2 separate regions of the Gossypium raimondii genome follow, and region 1 is linked to region 2. The links are chromatin contacts, called in public Hi-C maps. All regions are on one chromosome and are shown on one strand. The core of a region is the stretch at or near the end of the contact, and the rest is flanking DNA. Distances in the headings are between cores, read along the strand shown.

What was found. A called contact is a pair of places that touch in the nucleus more often than the background predicts.
Region 1: a contact with region 2 is called in a Hi-C map of leaf, with 3 times the contacts expected there. The contact joins the promoter of LOC105781809 here to the promoter of LOC105783848 in region 2. A contact is called at or near these places in 2 of 2 Hi-C or Micro-C datasets (both in leaf).

Annotation. Positions count from the first base shown.
Region 1 is chr13:13,524,856-13,528,419 of ASM2569854v1, reverse strand. LOC105781809 (transcription factor MYB106) reads right to left here and starts at 1,414. Exons shown (of 3, transcript XM_012606333.2): 1 at 1,212-1,414; 2 at 961-1,090; 3 at 168-888. The coding sequence starts at 1,353. The coding sequence ends at 219.
Region 2 is chr13:13,378,673-13,382,012 of ASM2569854v1, reverse strand. It overlaps LOC105783848 (mitochondrial uncoupling protein 3), which reads right to left and starts at 1,404. Exons shown (of 2, transcript XM_012609528.2): 1 at 907-1,404; 2 at 1-498. The coding sequence starts at 1,296. LOC105783419 (anaphase-promoting complex subunit 2) reads left to right here and starts at 2,100. Exons shown (of 16, transcript XM_052626665.1): 1 at 2,100-2,466; 2 at 2,543-2,855; 3 at 2,963-3,252. The coding sequence starts at 2,233.

The DNA of each region.
Region 1 (3,564 bases), core at 165-2,664, 150 kb before region 2:
ATTTTGTAGATTTGGACAACAGTACACAATTTAACGGAATTGTTTTCATGGTTTCATCAATTGGACTTCAAATATTAAATAAAAAAAAGTTGAGGGGCTAAATCATGAAACTGAAAATAGAGACTAAATTTCAATGTGTGAAGAGTAAAGGGACTGGTAGCACATAATTAAACTTTTCTTTTTAATAATGTTTTCTTAACTTGCATTAAAGTTGAACTTCATTTCATGACATTATGATCATATAACATAGACAAGCCATATGGTGAAGAATTCACCAAATCGAATACACTGTCGCAGCAATTACTACTGCCGACAGCCATGGGTACATTTTCATAATTTCCTACCCTAAATGAGTCCTCAAACCATTCATCAATGCAGCCATCCGTTATTGTTTCCTCAATTTCTTTCATTTGGTTCGAGTTTTCAATGCATTTCAAACTATCATCAAACCCCATTTCACCATCTGTGTAGCTAGTGGCATTCAGTCCAATGGCAGGGAACCTAAGCGTTGAAGTTGGGGAGCCAAGGTCTTGGGTGGGGAAGGCAAACATGCCTGCAACTACGCCTTGCCATGCTTTGAGTACGTCAAGGCACCTGGGCCTGAGCTGAATATGATTGAGGGTAAGGTGGTTCTTTGGGTGGATGGGGTTTGGGATGACCTGTTTGGAGTCACGGACCAACCTAGCTTCAGCCTCCAGCCGAGCACTTTCCCACTGAGCCATGTGGGTTAAGTTTGAACCAGATGGGAAGCTTGAGGCATCTGTACGAGGCTTGTGAGTCATGGGATCAACGCCAAGCTTTATCAGCCTTTTCTTGAGATGTGTATTCCAATAGTTCTTGATCTCATTGTCTGTTCTTTTTGGCAAGTGAGCTGCCATTGCTGACCACCTAAATAAATACATGAAGATGATCAATCATGATTTGGCTCAATCGCAACATTAATAACAAAATATACTTTACCTGTTTCCAAGAAGGGCATGGAGTTGAATAATGGTGTGTTCTTCTTGTAAGCTAAACTTTCCTCTTTTGATATCAGGCCTTAGGTAATTAATCCACCTCAATCGACAGCTCTTTCCACATCGTTTAAGTCCTATATATACACAAAATCCATATAAATCTTTTCAATCCATTTCCTTAGCTACAACCAAACAACATATATAAATATATAAAGATTAAAGAGTGGGAAAATAATAATATAATTAAACAATCACCAGCTTTCTCAGGCAAGGCACGCCAGTTACCATGGCCATGCTGTTGAATGTAAGCCATTAGTATTTGGTCTTCCTCAGCCGTCCACGGCCCTCTCTTCAAACCCACCTCCTTATGCCCATTAAACGGCAGCCGCCACCCCATTTTTCTTTTCTTTTGCACAAAATCGAACGTTAATCTTGTACCCAATAATTGAAACAACGGTTGAAAGTGAAGAGTGATAGTGATGGGTGAAATGGAGCGAATATATAGGCAAGGGGATCACCCAAAATGATAAATTTAATTTTAATACTTTTAAAATTTCTGAAATTATTATTTATCCCTCAAAATAATAAAATTTGAATTTAATCTTTTTAACAATTTTAAAATAATACAATAATAAAACTATACTTTTAACCCCTTTAACATTTAATAATGTACTTTTCAATAAATTCTCCCTTTCGTAAGGCAAAAATCAAGAGGAATAACTATAAATTAATGCATGAATGAAGTGTAAATAAATTAGTCCAACTACTTGGTGAACATTAATGACCCCCACGTATTGCTTCCCATACACATGTTTTGTTTACCTCCACGTGAATATTGCTTCCCATACATTTGTTTTGTTTTTTTACCATGAATATTGCTTCCTAAACATTTTTATACTTAAATATCTAAATTGTGCAGATTGAAACATAACTCGACTGGTATAGACATTGTTTTCAATGTAGAAAGACACATTATCTTCCTATTTATGTGTCACATCCTAAAAATGGGGTTAGAAGAAAAGAGTTTGTTGTTGATTGATTAATTGGATTTAAGCTTGAATACGCATGATTGTTAGGCTTTGATTGCATGATGGATGATATGCATTTGCTTAGTGAATTATTGTTATAGGTGCTTGAATGACTTGCTAAACATTGAGACAAGCTTAAAATGACCAAATGGTAAGGTATGAACCTATAATGCACTTAGAAATGTATAAGATGCAAATTAGACATGTTGAGTAATATAGATTGTGACTTTAGGTTAACATGCTAGTATAGCTAATTGGTTCGAATGTTAAAGTATGTTACTATATGTTTTAGTGTAATTGAGCATGATCTGTACGATCTATGTATGATATACGATATGTTAGAATAGGAAATTTGGCATGAAAACACAAAATAGTATGTGTGGATTGGTGTCAATGTGTCATATGTAGGTTTTGAGCATGTTTGTTATCATTGCAATTGAGTCCTGATCTTTATGTTATACAATTGGAGTCCTTAAATGCTATGAAATGACTTGAAAATTTGCATGATTAAGTCTTATATGGATAACTCCATAATTTTACTCTTGATTTTATAAAAAGGTTTTACTAAATATTTTACTAAATTTATGATTTAGTCCTTAAACTTTGCTTTTAAAAAATGAGCTTTACTTATCAATTCTAGTATTTCCTTTCAATTATTGTCCTTATTAAATTTTTATACTGTACATATGAATTAATTGTTGAATTATGAATGTTACTTATGTTGAATGTTAAATCATGATTTCACCCCTGATGTTGGTCTGATCAAGAGTAATGCTGCAAAAGTTTTTTTTTTAGAGTCATATTTACCTTGAACTATATGATTGATGAATATGCATGTACATAAATTTATGTGGTGTGATTGGTGGTTGTACAGAGGTCACGTAAGTGACTAATGTAACGTTCTAGATTTGGGTCGGTCCGTCCCGGTCGGGTTTGGTGTGCCACATTTTGTCAAGTTTGTGAAACCAAAACGGGTCACGTCCCAATGTATAAAATTATCATTATGTGTTTGTTAAATAATAAATAGGCTTCAGGCCTAATGGTTAAGTGTTAAGCTCCCTTCCTCCTATTTTATTATTTTTGGCAAACTAGGGTAAAGTCACACCCCGGAATAAATATATATGGTTAAGAAATAAGATTAAGCAAGAAATGAGCTTGAGGCTCAATGGTTAAGAGTTAGCGCCCTTCCTTTGTGATCTTAGGTTCGAGCCACTTTTTCCCTTTTTAATTTTGTGACTTCGAACAATATGCCTCAAAATACATTCGATTAAGTGTCTAAAATAACCAACAAATAAGACATAGACTAACTGATTAGGCCTTAGTGTGACCTCTATTTTACAAATTATACCCAGAATTTTGTGAATTGTGCAGTTTAGTCCCTGTATAGTCCCGAACTATTTTTAGAATTTTATTACTCTCAATTGAATCCCTGATAATATGTATATTTGGAATCTATGCTTTGAGTGACTGAATTATTACTGTTATATGCATGATATGTAAACAATACATGCTTACTGCCTCTATTACTGATTGCATGTTCAACATGCCTATTGATATTGTTAAACCGAATACATGATAAG
Region 2 (3,340 bases), core at 155-2,654:
TACCCAGAAAAAGAATTGCCAAGGACCAAGCCTTGCCCATGTAGGAAAGAAACCTTTCCACAATGCTGTTAAACCTTCGATTTTCACCGTCTTCACCAAACAATCATATGAGCTCTTGTACATAACATTCCCTTCCTTACTAGCCGCTTGATTCATCATTCTTGTCTTCACAACATCAGCCGGACAACTCAGCATTGTAGCAGAGAGACCTGACATGATCGATGCCAATGTGTGTGCATAGATGTTATCATCAGATATCTGATTATTTATAACAAAACGTTTTGCATGATCATAACAGGCTAGTTCACCCATGTTCACTAAGAACGCCCTCTGAACATTTGGCAAAACCCCTTTCCAAAGACCTCCAAGACCTTCCATGGCTACAATTTTGTTAAAAGCATCAAAGAGTCCTTTGTATCGTGGTTGAAGACCCTTGTTTATCAAACGGCCATCCGCTTGCATCCTCACCTTAACAAGATCAGCTGGACTTGCCACAAACTGTACTACTAATACTATTACATTCCAAATCAATACTTATAATAATCAATCTTGTCAAAAATGTAAGTGCATAAGCAATAGCTGGATGGCTAACACTGTTAATTGCTATGAAATAAATTGTTCTCAAAAAGCAACCTAAAACATTAGGCTGAAATATAATTTTTTTACTGGTTGAATATAATGGACTGAATTTTTAAGTCACCATAACGGTGAGATCAAATATCAGAAAAAATTTTCATGTCATCGATTTATTATAAGTAGTGGGATTAAATCTAAAATTTCAGCATAACAGAGCTACTGGAACCTTTTACGTATTTAAGAAAAAGTAATAATCCCAATTCATTTTTTTGGCAATTTCAAGAAAGCAAATTAATCTCCATGATTTTGATTCAGTATTTGAAGGCAAACCTGAGCAATAGCGCCGGAAATGCCACCTACAAGCGCTTTAGAAGACAGAGAAAGAGAGCCATCGGCGCTCACCAAATTCCTTAAATTCTCGTAACCGACGATCCGAATGGGAGTGTAGAACAGATGCCTACTAATAGCCGGGGAGAGACCTTTATACAGCCCTGAAACGCCTTGGTCACGGACGATACCGGCGGCGACACGGAACGAATTGGTGGGACGGCGCGTGGAGGAGGAGAGAGGTTGAGACTCGCCGTGAAGCTGGAGCCTTGTCTTGGTTAAGTCTATGGGAAAGGTGGAAGTTTCCGCCACCATAGCCGATAGTGACGTCAACAAGATCTTAATTCCGGTTCGGGTTCTGGTTTCTTTATGTCCATGGACATTTGCCTTCATTTGATCTTTGAGACTTTGAGAGACAACTAAGCTAATGGTGGGTTTGAATGAGCGATAGGGTACAGTGTGGTGCTTTTAGCTTACTTTTTGTCTCAGTTACAATATCTAATCTCCCCGTTGCAGCTGTTTTTACACTAACCGCAAGTAAACGCATCGCCCATCCAAACTCACCCTAAGCTAGCTTTGAAATAAATAAGTTGAAAAATGTTATTCTGGTTTTAGTCCCTCTTATCATAATAAAATTTAGATTTCATCCTTAATTTTAAGTTGACCTAATCTCACGTCTACTTCTATAATCTTTTAGTATGTCTAAATTAATTATTGCCGCTGAAAAAATGCCCCAAAATTGAATGTTATTTGAACAGTGACAGATTTTACCATTAAGTTTTGAGAGAATTTAAATTAATTTTCAAAAAAATTTAGGTTTTAATTAAAATTTTAACAAATTAAAGGCTTAATTAGAATTTTTAAATTTTTGAAAAATCTAATTAAAATTTAAAAATTTGAGGGCTTAATAGAAGTTCTAAAATTTTTAAAGAGGCCTAATCTAAAATTTTAAAACTTTAAGAGGTCTAATGAAAATTTCTAAAAATCATGAGGGAATAATTAAAAATTTCAAAAATTTTAGGAATCCAGGTACTAACCATGTTCCGCTTTCACAAGTTGACTATAAGAAAGTTGTTAGAAAAAAAATAACGTCATAGAGGGACTAAAATTTAAAATAGACCAAAAAATGGCTTTTGAAATAAGTGAAACGACACATGTCATGCGTCGTTTAGGTGGAAATTGAGCAAAAGCGATTCATGGCAGTGGCGGTAAAGAAGAAATCGAAAAAATGGAACTAAAAAATTCCACAGTTCAATTCTAAGCTGAAGTAGTGAGACCTAAGTTAGGGTTTTTCAAAGCAAGGAGAGGATTTGTGTTATTTTCTTGTCAATGGAGTCATTAACTTCTTCTCCAGTGTGCAATCTAGGGATTTTGACCAGTCTCGACAACGACTCCGTCCAAGAAATCCTCCAAAGCTACGACGGTTTCTGCACCGCCGCTAATTCTCTCCTCAAAAGCTCCGGCGATCTCTCCCTCGAACATGACTTCGTTTCTCATGTTCACACTCTCTGCAAACACGGCCTCCATATTCTCTCTCGGGACTACTTCCTTAGATTACTAGAGGTAATAATCGGTTAAGCCATTGCAGTCTCTTTCGAAATTAAATTTTCTTGATTTCATTTTTTTTTCTAAATTATAGGAAGCCTTTGAGAAAAATGGGGCGTCGAGATTTTGGCGCTATTTTGAGGATTATAGCAAAATTGAAGAAGATTTAGAGAAGATTGATGAGGATGAGATTCAAAGAGTGCTTTGTAATGCTTTGGAGGAGATTTGTTTAGAAAAAGAAAATCAAGAGAAATGCTTGTTAATGTTAGTTCATGCACTACAGTCCTATATGGATAATTTGACTGATGGAAAGCCCGACTTTGATGTGGGAAAAGTCTATCTTTTCTCAAAGTATCAATTAATTGTTTCCTCCATACTTATGGCCAACCTACCTCGACATTTTCCCGGTATGAAATTACTAGCTTTTTATTGAAAAAAAGGTCAGTTCTTTCGTTGTGCATAACTGGGGTTTTATTATTTGATTATTAGCTGATAATTTCATTGATGTTGTTAGAGGTGCTTCACTTTTATTTTAAGGGAAGGCTTGAGGAGTTAAGTACCATAATGGATGGAGAATTAAATGAGGAAAATGAGCATCGAGATAGAGATGAGATGGATTTGGATGAAAAGAACAAGTATAGAACTGGTGAAATGGATATTGATGAGTGCTATTCCCAAGACAAGTTTTCAGAGAACAGTAAGTTGGTGAGGAACATTGGGAAGGTTGTTCGTGATCTTAGAAATCTTGGTTTCACATCAATGACTGAAGATGCCTATGCTTCTGCTATTTTCATGCTTCTGAAGGTGGGCTTGTTATTTATCATAAAATATGTATGCACACCTTATGTAATTGAACTCAACATAGTTATCTGATCTTTTTTATTCAATTTTG